Regions from separate parts of the Mus musculus genome. Here region 2 is linked to region 1. A link is a contact called in public HiChIP or PLAC-seq data. All regions are on one chromosome and are shown on one strand. The core of a region is the stretch at or near the end of the contact, and the rest is flanking DNA. Distances in the headings are between cores, read along the strand shown. Region 1 has its middle 130 kb from the start of Gm11264. Region 2 has its middle 120 kb from the start of Mpdz.

The links. HiChIP or PLAC-seq counts read pairs in DNA pulled down with a chosen protein or histone mark.
Region 2: an H3K27ac HiChIP or PLAC-seq map of heart atrium shows a contact between it and region 1, with 16 times the contacts expected there. The contact joins two enhancer-like sites. A contact is called at or near these places in 1 of 39 promoter capture datasets (the 3T3-L1 cell line), 7 of 484 Hi-C or Micro-C datasets (the 3T3-L1 cell line, the HL-1 cell line, cardiomyocytes and 3 more) and 2 of 115 datasets of contacts at active chromatin or transcription factors (cardiomyocytes and heart atrium).

The regions. Positions count from the first base shown.
Region 1 is chr4:82,193,951-82,199,418 of GRCm38.p6, reverse strand. No RefSeq gene overlaps it. Among named protein-coding and RNA genes, the nearest start is that of Gm11264, 130 kb to the right of the region's middle. Within about 2 kb of position 1,553, at least 27 of the 459 cell types and tissues checked have an H3K27ac peak or open chromatin away from gene starts, as enhancers often do. A contact at or near this core is called in heart atrium, where this site is marked.
Region 2 is chr4:81,562,588-81,567,921 of GRCm38.p6, reverse strand. No RefSeq gene overlaps it. Among named protein-coding and RNA genes, the nearest start is that of Mpdz, 120 kb to the right of the region's middle. Within about 2 kb of position 2,346, at least 33 of the 459 cell types and tissues checked have an H3K27ac peak or open chromatin away from gene starts, as enhancers often do. A contact at or near this core is called in heart atrium, where this site is marked.

The sequences.
Region 1 (5,468 bases), core at 304-2,803:
GGTCAGATTTGTCTGTGGCAGAATCTAGCTTTACACTCTGCTTCCTGAAGCAGAAGGTTGCTCAGCAATGTTGAATTTTGCTGGCTCAGTACTGACTGTGGAGACCTTTACTCAAGGAGGATGTGGGCTGGGAAGGTAATGAAACTTTCTGTTCCTCTTCCATAACTGAACCCAAGCTCAGTGCCCAGCATGTTGGATGGCTCACAACAACCTGCAACTCAATCTGGTCTGATGTTATCTTCAGGTCTACATGGGAACCATCACTCATGGGTGTATATTCACACACAGAGACACAGACACACGGATACACACATTAATTTAAAGGTAATCTGACATTAGTCAACGTGAGGTCTGAGGTTCTTTTCACTGTTGTCTTTTACAGTTCAGTATAGACTCTGATTCAAACAATCAGTTCATCTAAAACAAAGAGAGATTATTCTCTCCAAAATCTTCATGTATGGTGTGGATGTCCAGATTCTGGAGGCCATGCCCCATGCCTAAGACTTTTCCCCTGATTCCTCTTTACTTATAACCCTAACCTCTGCGGAGAGACTTTTGTTCTTTCATCATCTGTTGATCTATTATTGTCTTACCTCCTCTCCTGTCGCCACATAAATCTGGTTGGTGGTTGGTGGGGTCTGTTTTATAGGGCTTATTAGAAATCACAGTGAATCACCTCTGGTGCCAGCTTTGGGTCACAAAGGAGGTCTGCCAATTTTTCAGTAGCATTCCCATCTTGGGAGGAGTAGGGAGTTCCTCACACTAGACTGTCAAATGACAGAGTGGCTCATTTAGTCAATCAGAAAGACACTTGGTCCACATAGAGCAAAGGGCACAATAGTTGATAGTGTCTGTTGTAAAGTCTCCTACCCCATTCCCTTGTCTCTGTTTTGTAAACCTGCTGCTTGGAGAATGTTCTTTGGAATTTGGTAAGTCCCATGGACGTGAGAGGTCATCTCAGGGAAGCTGGTGTTTGGGGTCATCACGCTTTCTACAGCCTGATGGACAGACAACAGGGAACACGGATTACATTTAAACTCAGCTGCTTGTTCCCGTGAAAGAGTAATTCATTTATAGAATTGTGATTTCTCCTGCAGAAAAAAAACAAAGAACAAACAAACAAACAAACAAACATCCCCCAGAACAAAACCAAACCCAGCTGCTATTTTTGGGGGTAAGAGTTTAAATGAAAAGCCTATGAAAGTAAACTACCCTGCCAGGAAGACTCTCCGTGAGCTTTCCAAATCCGTTCACTAAAGTAGGAATTTGAAAGCTGCACCACAAATTGCCTTTCCCTTCAACCGGGATGCTTATTATGGTCCTGGCTCCTCACTGCTGGCCTATTACTTACACATGAGTTTCGTTACCCTGTATTTTAATTATATGTATAGAGCAAGTTTTATGTTCCCTTCTCTGACTACTCGTAAACTTCACAGAGATCACCCAAAACCATACTGTTCTTAAAATAGCCTTTGCCTCTGTCCTTGTAGTGATACCAAATGACATTCTCTTGACCCAGCTCTGGCTTGTATTAAGTACACTTGGAGACTGGCAGACATGCTCATCCAAACCCCAGCTTAGTTTGAGTTAAGCATACCCCAGTTGCCAGACTCTGCGCCTAGAACACACCATTAGAGACATGTCATATGACTGGCAACAGGCACAAGTGGAATTTCTGCGGCATCCTTTGAACGTTACCAGTGTTTGAGTCAGAGCTGTGGGCTCTGGAGGCGATGCCACTTCTGTTAGCTGTGATGGGAACACGCATGGGTCTGCCTGCTGCTATCTCTAGGTGTTTCCCTCTCTGCTCTGTGCAATCATTCTCTGGTCTGAGAGCCACAAGATGTACGGTTTGTAATTCTGGGGGAAGAGTGCAGCTAACTCGAAAGGCTGGTCCCAGTATTAAATGTCACCAAAATGAGTGAAGAGAGTATTCTAGCCTTGATTTGCAGGTCAGACTGTTACAATTTCACCTTTCCCCATTTCTGCTGCACTATTTCACTGCCATGGGAAACAGTGTAAATCAGCCACTGGATGGCTCACATCTTCCTCTTTCTCCCCTTAAAAATACAAAGCTATCTTCCCTCCTACAGATCATTATGGCTGATAAATCAGAGACTAACCATAATATTTTAGGTGACGTGGCTATAAAATATGATCCGTGAGTGTTTTCCTTTCTGAAACTTCACTAATTGTGGCATAATTCACTATCACAATGTTTTATTTTAATTCACATAAACAGACCAGCTCAGAAGGATTGTTTTAATAGAGGAGTAATATCACATGGCCGTATTTGTTAAAGAAGCAAGTGTTATTGACCCAGCTGAGTATCCTTGGTGGGTCAGGGGCTGTGCCTCAGGTTTGCAGGTTTCAGTGTGTTTTTCTAATCTTCTGTGGCTCTCCCTAGGCGTGAGCACAATGTACATTCGTCTGTCAGCCTGGGACTCATAATGGAATCATTTTAAACTGGCGGTGAATCTTGGCATTCATCGTTATGCTGTGACACAACTAGAAAGAAAGAGAGATGTGTTATGTGTTCCTTTCCCCATGTGGTATCACTGAGGCTGGAGGACCAGTGTGACTGCTTGGCATCCTCCTTTCCTGTGCCTCTAAGTCCACAACTTTGACAATTTGTTCTTTTTTTTTTTTTTTTTTTTTTTTTTTTGTATACAAGTTTGTGAAGTTTTCAAATTCCTGGGTCTTCGATGGTAATTCTTACTGATGAAACGTCTCTGGGAAAAAAGGAATTTGGAATGAAAACAGATGTTATAAAATTCATGTGTTTGACAATATTTTTTTTCTTTAAAATAACAATAAAATCCATAGCTCAAAGTCAGGGAGGCTCCTATCAGGGGTTCTGATGAGAAACACTTGTAGATCTCTCTGACAGAGTACCATGGCAGCAGAAGTGCTGACGACGCCCTGTGATGAGTTGAGTTATGGTCTCTAGCTGAGTAGCTGATTATCCAGTGTTCCTACTCTCCAAGATCTGTTGAAAAGTCGCAGTTGAGTGAGCATGAGGGCTTCCTGGTATGCATGTGAGGTGCGTAGAGATGCCCTCTGTGGGGCTACAGGCTAAGGGACCATGTGTGCCACAAAACTTCAACTTGAGCTGAGCCCTTGGCTGGGTTTCTGGGTCAGGGCCTCAAGTAGTTCCCAGCCTTTTCCTCTTGTGGTTGCCGGCTTTCTAATTTTGGTTTCTAATTGTACCAGCCATTTTACCACAAGACCACAGCTGTAAGGTGGCATTTGGAAAAAAGGAAATAAGCCTGTCGGGTTCCACCCCTTCCTGTTAGAGGGATCAACTGACTGTATTATGTTTATCACAGATTTTTAACATGAAAAGGAATTTATAAGCCATGTATCTAATTTCTCTTGATTTTCTTCTTTACTGCCCATCAACCATAGGCTCCAATTTTACCTGGACAAGTTGAAACAGATCTTTTTACTTTTATCATTTTTATATCTTGCCAAGCAAAGAGGAGTGAGACTTTCTTATCTCGTACTGCAAAGAGCAGGAGACCTAGGGAATGAAGTTCATGTGACTTCTTAGGACATGTGATTTCTTCCCCCGTCTCTGCCTCTCTTTTTCTATAAAATTTGTAAATTATCCCCTAGCTCTAAGACTCTTTTGAGGCCCAAGGAAAGCTTGGTGAGTCTGGAGAGATGCAGGAACAAAGCAGAAGAGATAGTGATTGAAGCATTCTTTACGTGTGTGTGTGTGGGGGGGGGGGGGATGTAGAGATACTTGGATAACACATCACCAGAGCTCTTTATAAAGACATAGAACTCAGGGATAGAAGGCTTAATTTCTTTTTCTTTAGAAATGGTGGGGAAAGTTATTTTTAAGTTAAGAACTGAGCTACAGAAGAAAAGTGAAATTGGGCTATAAACTTGACTAATCAAGTTTCAGAAAATGTCTTAAGGATGTTAAGCAAAAATTAGGAGTCAACTAGGACAACTTCCCCTAATGTTTTTGGTGATTTTTATGAAAATTTTCTTTTTTTAAAAAAAACACTGACAGTCTGAGAAGATATGTGACCCAGCTCAGATGCAATAGGCTGGAGCAGCATATTGTGATGCTATCTGAGTGAAGGAGAGATGGCTCATGTTGTCTTTAAACTACATCAGAAAGAAATGCATTTAGCACTTTCCCTCAGGCTACCCTACAGCCAGGGTGTGTGTGCAGGGAAATAGATGTTGTCCACTGACACATGTTTTTGTTTCTGTGGGATGGAGCTGTGGAGTGGAGCAGTGTGAGGCTCACTTAATTGGTCATCTCTATGAAGCTCAGAAGATTCTAGCTAGCTTTTGGGGAAATTTAAATGCACAGTTCTTTTTGTTCATTGTTCAAATGTTTGACCTAGTATTTGGAGGTTACTTTAATGGGCGTGATTGGCATGTATAAAATGTAAGCCTTTCCTGGTGGCTTTGTGTGACTACCATGGTCAGTTGCTTCTCACTAATATGGTACACCCAGCCCTAACAGTTAATTTCTTAATGTGAATAAAATTAATAAATTCACCACTAGAATAGAAACAAACATAAAAACCCAACCCAAACTAAATATGACAACAACAACAACAGCAACAACAACAGTCAATCCTGACAACAAAACCCAAAAATCCAACCTTTTAATCCTAGCTAAACTTGGTTACAAAAGTCTCCTAGCATTCTTGAGGCAGAAGCAGGAGGTTTGCCAGGTTCAAGGTCAGCCTGGTCTGCATGGTGAGTTCTAGGTCAGTCAGTATTAGGACTTTGTCTCAAACAAAAACAAAAACAAAGACAAAAAACAAACCAATAAACAACAAAACCATCCCCAAATCAAGTAAAACATAATGAAAAATGCCCCTTAACCCTGTGCACTGAGTATAACTAGGGGAGCTTTCAAGTTTGTTATAAGTAAGAACAAAAGATACTAACACACAGTGCGCCCTAATCGCATTTTAAGCTTGAGGTGCTGTGCCCCAAAGCTGGCAAGGAGGGGACTGAGAAAATAATGCAGTGGAGGCGCTGAAATGTGACAGACCTTCAGAGGGACTCTGTCCTGTGCTGGGGCTTTAGCTTTTGCTGAGATAGCTCCTTTAGTTGCCGATAAACTCGGGAAACAGGAAAAAAAGAAATCTTGCATACTCTTTATCTGGCTTCACGGCGTGACTTAGAACCATAAGCAGTTGCAGCTAGAAGGAATTTCCCAGCCAACTCCCTCATTTTGGAGAGGAGGCCTGGAGAGGTGAAGTTGCTTTTCCAAAGCAGTGCTGTTAGCTAATGGAAGAGCTGGGAGTAGGAGCCAGAGCTAATGAAGCCTCAGCTCGGTGTGCATGTGGATTAGCATGGTGGTAGGAATCCAAGAAAGGAAGCTTGGGAAGGAACGACTGCAGCCTGTGATTGAAGGTCGATCTAAACCAGATGCAACTGAACTAACAAATGCATAGCCAGCTTCAGAATGACAAAATTAGACAGGGCTA
Region 2 (5,334 bases), core at 1,097-3,596, 630 kb after region 1:
CCATGCTGAGCATCCTAGTCTCCACCATCACCAGAGGAAAGAGAAGCCCCGAGATTTGGAACCCAGAATGAGCAGTTGACAGGAGTGGAGAACAACTCCTAATCTTACATGCAACACTGTTGGAGGAGTGTCTGTAGCCTCCTCCAGACCCAAGTTTCTCTTGTCAATTTGGTATCAAAAGGTTTGTGCATGCATGAAATTCAAAATGATTTATTGTTCATATACTGCTTTATTTAGTTGCTTAATAGGTTGATGGATGTGCAAAGGTCCTACATAAAGCAGAGGCCTCTTTTTTTTTTTTCCCAAAAGGAAAAAAAAAGTAAAGAAATAGATTGCCACCAGGAGTTTCATCCCATAGTAAAGACAGCCCTTCTAAGCTGGCTTGTGTTTGTAAAGAGTTCCCTTTGTCTCTTGCCTGCTACCTATCTCTGATATTTAGTAGTACACAATGCTACTACACCTTAGACACTACGGGAAGTGACAGGGATGAAGAGAACAAATATCCGGAGTACACCCTGGAGTTCTTTCTAAGCTCCATCCAATCTGTAGTAGGCAGTTCTTTCTTGGTGGAGCTTGGGGTAAAACAGACTTGCCCATCTCCAACAACAGAAGTCATTAGCATCCCATGGCCTCCCTTCTCTACGGAGAGAGATGCAGGGAGGGAAATCCTCTATGCTGGCTTCCTCCGTTGTGCCTCTTATCATTTGGTTCTTTTGCAGACACTGGACTACTTTCATTTTATAAGGACGCACTCCTCCCCAACTAGCATAGGTAATAAAATGAAATTCTCTAAAAACGTGGAAAAGATGGCTGTCAGAGAAGTTCCACCAACCTTTTACTAGCCTGTCTTGAATTTTATTTATTACTTCATTAGAGGTTCTAATATTTTGATTCAGTCTTGGTGAATAGGAGTCAAACTAGGGAGGGGCAAATTTGTTTATAGCAAGTGGCGGTTGAATTTGTGCAGAACTCTTACTCGATCAATGTTCCGTGCAAGCGACATTTGCACAGGCTCTCTGTAACCTCTTTTCCAAACAAACTCTAATTTGACATAATGCAGTGGAGAATGGCACCAGTCATCGGCTTTGCGTCAGAAACGCATTTTATTTGGATTCAATTCAGACTTAACGAACTGGTTCCCGTAAATGCAGCAGATGGGATTGAGGCAAATGGAACCCTGTGTGGGGCCTCACGCCCGGCAACCACGGCTGCTCCCCTGCATGCAAGCCTTCCCTGAGCTAGTTGGTTAGCTAGTTAGCTAATTGGTTAGGCTCATTCCAGCTGAAACTGGGTTTATAATTTTCAGAGTTCTCTTACCAGTCCACCAAACTGAGGCTTGAGAAGTGACAGTCCAGCAAAAGCCGCTAGATAACGTCCTTCTCTCTCTGCCCCACTGATTCGTGTGAAGAACGTTGCCAGAAGATGGCCCAACGGTTTATAAAGTTGGCAAAGCTATTGCCAGACCTTTTCTTCTAAAGGTCAATTAAAAATGCTAGCTGTACTGTAAACAGAATTCTTCATAGAAGAAGACCACACGGTACCCAGAGTGGTCTCTTAATACAAAATATCAATTCGATTTTCCTCAGGAGATTCACTCTCCTTTTGCAATGCAAATATTTTCAAGTGTACTAAACACGTTTTAGCACCTCAACATAGGCACTAAAACTATTTGCATGCAAAATTACCCAGAGTAGGCAGACAGGCACAAGCTTATGCTAGCACCATATGTGCTGAAGAATTCGAGCCAGAAAACAGCTAGTACTGGACGGTATTTACAATTTAAATTTAATTTTACATTATTATTCAAATGAGCATTTATATATAAGTCTCTATTAAAATTAATGCTTCACATGGAACAAAATTTTCACCTAAAATTATACTTGCAATAGTACTGGGCCTTTTTGCCCAGCTATCTAGATCATTTAAGAACCACAAAGCATTTCTATTTGTTTTTCGATTCTACCTGAACGACAGAGTCACGCTTTTCCTATGAGAATGAAAAGTAAAACTAATCTCGATTGGAAGGCCGGAAATCAACACAAGCACAGACCAACCCTGACACACTAAAGAGTGTAAACGATCGGAGAGAACCCGATGCTGCCTGATGATATCATAGTTCTTTTCTACCTTTCCACTAAAACGCCAACGATCTCTTTCCCTTTGCCTTCCAACAAGTTCCATGTGTTTTGTGAACAGTGACATGCCTTTGGCTTGATGTTTTGTTTGCAAAATGCAATGTGTTTTACTGTCCCCAGAAAGTAGCACTTCTTTGTATACTCAGAAACACGATCAACTGCATGCCCTGTTTTGTGCAACCCAGGGAAGGAGCCTTCCACCCTGGGCAACAGCGGTATGTGTGTGAGGGGTGCCTCAGAAGCCGTTGCTACAATACCACAAACAGAAGGCTGCCTCCTTCACTGTCCCCGAGAGTCATTTTCTATTTTAGGATTGGTAAAGTGGTAAGTCTTTAATGTCACTGATTTAAACGCTGCGCACTTTACGTTCATCTTCACTTTACAGAGAAAACTCTAGATGGATCAGAAGCCAGCATTCATTTTGCTCACCTGGGCTGCTTGGCTGTGTATTTATTCTTGGAGGCCCTTTGAAAATAAAGTCTCCATCCTCTCTTCATTGGTTCCCCACAGATCCACGGTTTCCTACTTACAGCTAGTGCACACACATCATAGAGGTATCAGCCAAATAAATACAAAACTTGAGTGGGGTTCTTAGAGATTGTTATTTTGTAGTCTATTTTAATGAAAGTCTATGAACCAAAAGTAGAAATATCCTTCAAATACTGGGACTGTGGTAATCTTTATAGCCTGTGGCCAAGGAACTCAAACTGGAATAGAAGGAATAGAATAACTTTTTAAAAATTAAGGATAAAAATAGTGTCAAATGTACCTAGAATCTTAACTGCAAAACATATTTACTCCTGGATTAACTATAATAAATTTTACCTTAAACCTAGCAAATAGAATGTTTCTTTTGAAAAACTTAAAAAGTAGGGCTCTAAGGCTAATGTCTCTTTTGCCTTCTTTTCTCCCCCTTTTTCTTGAAAACCACAGGAAGCTGCCTTCTTCCCCGACTTGCAATCAGTCTCCAAAATGTTGAATCATTGCCTGGATGCATGAACTCAACTGTGTGCAGCTTTAATGTATAGCAGCCAACATTTCTATACATAAGTACTCTCAAAGGGGCTCAGAGGAGAACTAGAGACCTTTGGTTCTGTGGGTTTAATGGGAATGGAAAATCTCCACGTTTACACATCTATTCTCACATATTAATATCATTACATTTAAACGGAGGTTTGATTTCAAACATTGAATTAATTAAGAAGGGAACATCTACGGTATTAGAAAGCCAAATCAAATGCCAACAGCGCCCTCTACTGACTTCTAAAAGAAAACTTTTTTTTTTTTTTTGTCTAGCAACAGAAAGAAAATTTCTGTTTATTTACTTAGCGAAGCACCCAGACACCAAATTAAATGTCTTAGAAAATACCAAATCCCTTGGTAAACCTGAAGGAAAAATGCGAAGAATTTTATAAATAGAAATCAGCAGTCATGTGGATGCTCCACTACCAATAAAAATTTCCTGTTCCACTAACAAATTGTGAACCATTTCCTAGCCTGGGAGCCTTTATTACAGTCAGGGCAAAAGCTAAAAAACAATTAGGGTTGGGTTAACATTCGCATTTACTACCACCAGGCACAAATATGAAACTTGGATTCCGAAAACTGAGAAGTCTTAATGGAAGTTTCAGATTCTTACATTATACTTCCATGCTTCTTGCTGTGTTAAAAAAAAAAAAAAAAATCCAAGCTCTTTCTTTATGGTTATTTCTTTTAGGAACCATAGATCATTTCTAATTCTCACACAACTTTGAGGCAAAGATACACTGGGTTCTTTTACTAAGTGCTAACATTTGCTGCAATGGGTATTTTAATTAAGGCAATCAAAGAACTGAAAAATAAAATAAAAAATATGTTCCTGCCAAAGCCCTTGCTCCAGACTTCGTGGAGACTGCCACGGTCTACACCTGCAATGAATCTCATTGGTCTCACTCCGTGAGTGCTGCCGCTGCCTTAAATCCCCCCACGCACTGCAGCGTTGGCCACATTTTTATGCAGCCTGGCTCCCTGCTCTGAAGCAGAACTCCTGAACAGCACATTCTGATGTTCTCCAGTCTCACTCACTTCACCAAGTGAGACCTGACAAGCTTTACACGAGAGGCGGGTGTGAGAGAGTCAGGAATGTTGGTGTGAAGGCACCAGAAGGCAAAGCAAGCGTTTCCTACTGACAGAGGAAGGAGCAGAGTGGCCTGAGCTTGCTGCGTGGATGCTCTGGCTCCACTGCACAGGCTTTCCCCGACGACCCTCCCTCACCTCCACCAGTCTGTGGTGGGAGGGTTGCCATAAATTTCTAGTAAATTGTAGGCTGCTAAATTAGAAGCGTTCTTCAACTCTCACCTCCTCCCATCAACTCCTCGCCTTTATAACTGTATTCTCTCACTCTGGCACGCGCACACGTGTGTGCATATACATACATACATACATACATACATACATACATACACACACAGACAGAGAGAGAGAGAGAGAGAGAGAGAGAGAGAGAGAGAGAGAGAGAGAGAGAGATGCTACCTTTATCATCCAGAAAGAAACATTTCTGTTAAATCGCCACCCTTCGTATTAAACTTTCTGTTGTAATTTAGGAAACCACAGTGGTTTCCTAAAGCATTCCTAACTGTGTCAAAGCTTCAGAGAATCTTTTTTCCTACGGCAGGTTCTTCCCCCACCCCATTCAAGGGTCTTCTCTGCTGTTTCTAAACTGTGTGACCTAAGGTAGGACACTCAAACTTGTTAATCTCGGATTACTTCTTTCATGGAAAGAGGATGGTAACAGCATTCTACTTAATCTATGGGGTTTACTGAGATTCTCATGAGATAAAGTTTACAATATACTCTAATAGGATGTCTGGTACATAAGAAACAACCCTTACTATTTCTGCATACATAATGAACAAGAAAAACGTCTCAGGTGAATGAACCAATGTACTACTGAACCTGTGTGTGGCGTGACACTGTCCTTCCGTGGGTTTCTAAAGGCAACTGCCTCTGGACAAAATGTGCAGGGAGGGCAGCAGCTCAAATCTCAGATTCAGAAGTGGGTAAATTTCCTTCTAGCCTTGTCTGGGAGACATCTCTGCCTGCTCATGGCTTTGAATCAGTTAAACTCTTTTAGCTTTGTGGCGCTACCCTACAAAGGGAGGGCATTGTCTAGTTCACACTGCTAAGTTAAGACTATGTGGCCACAGGTCTTGGTGAATGA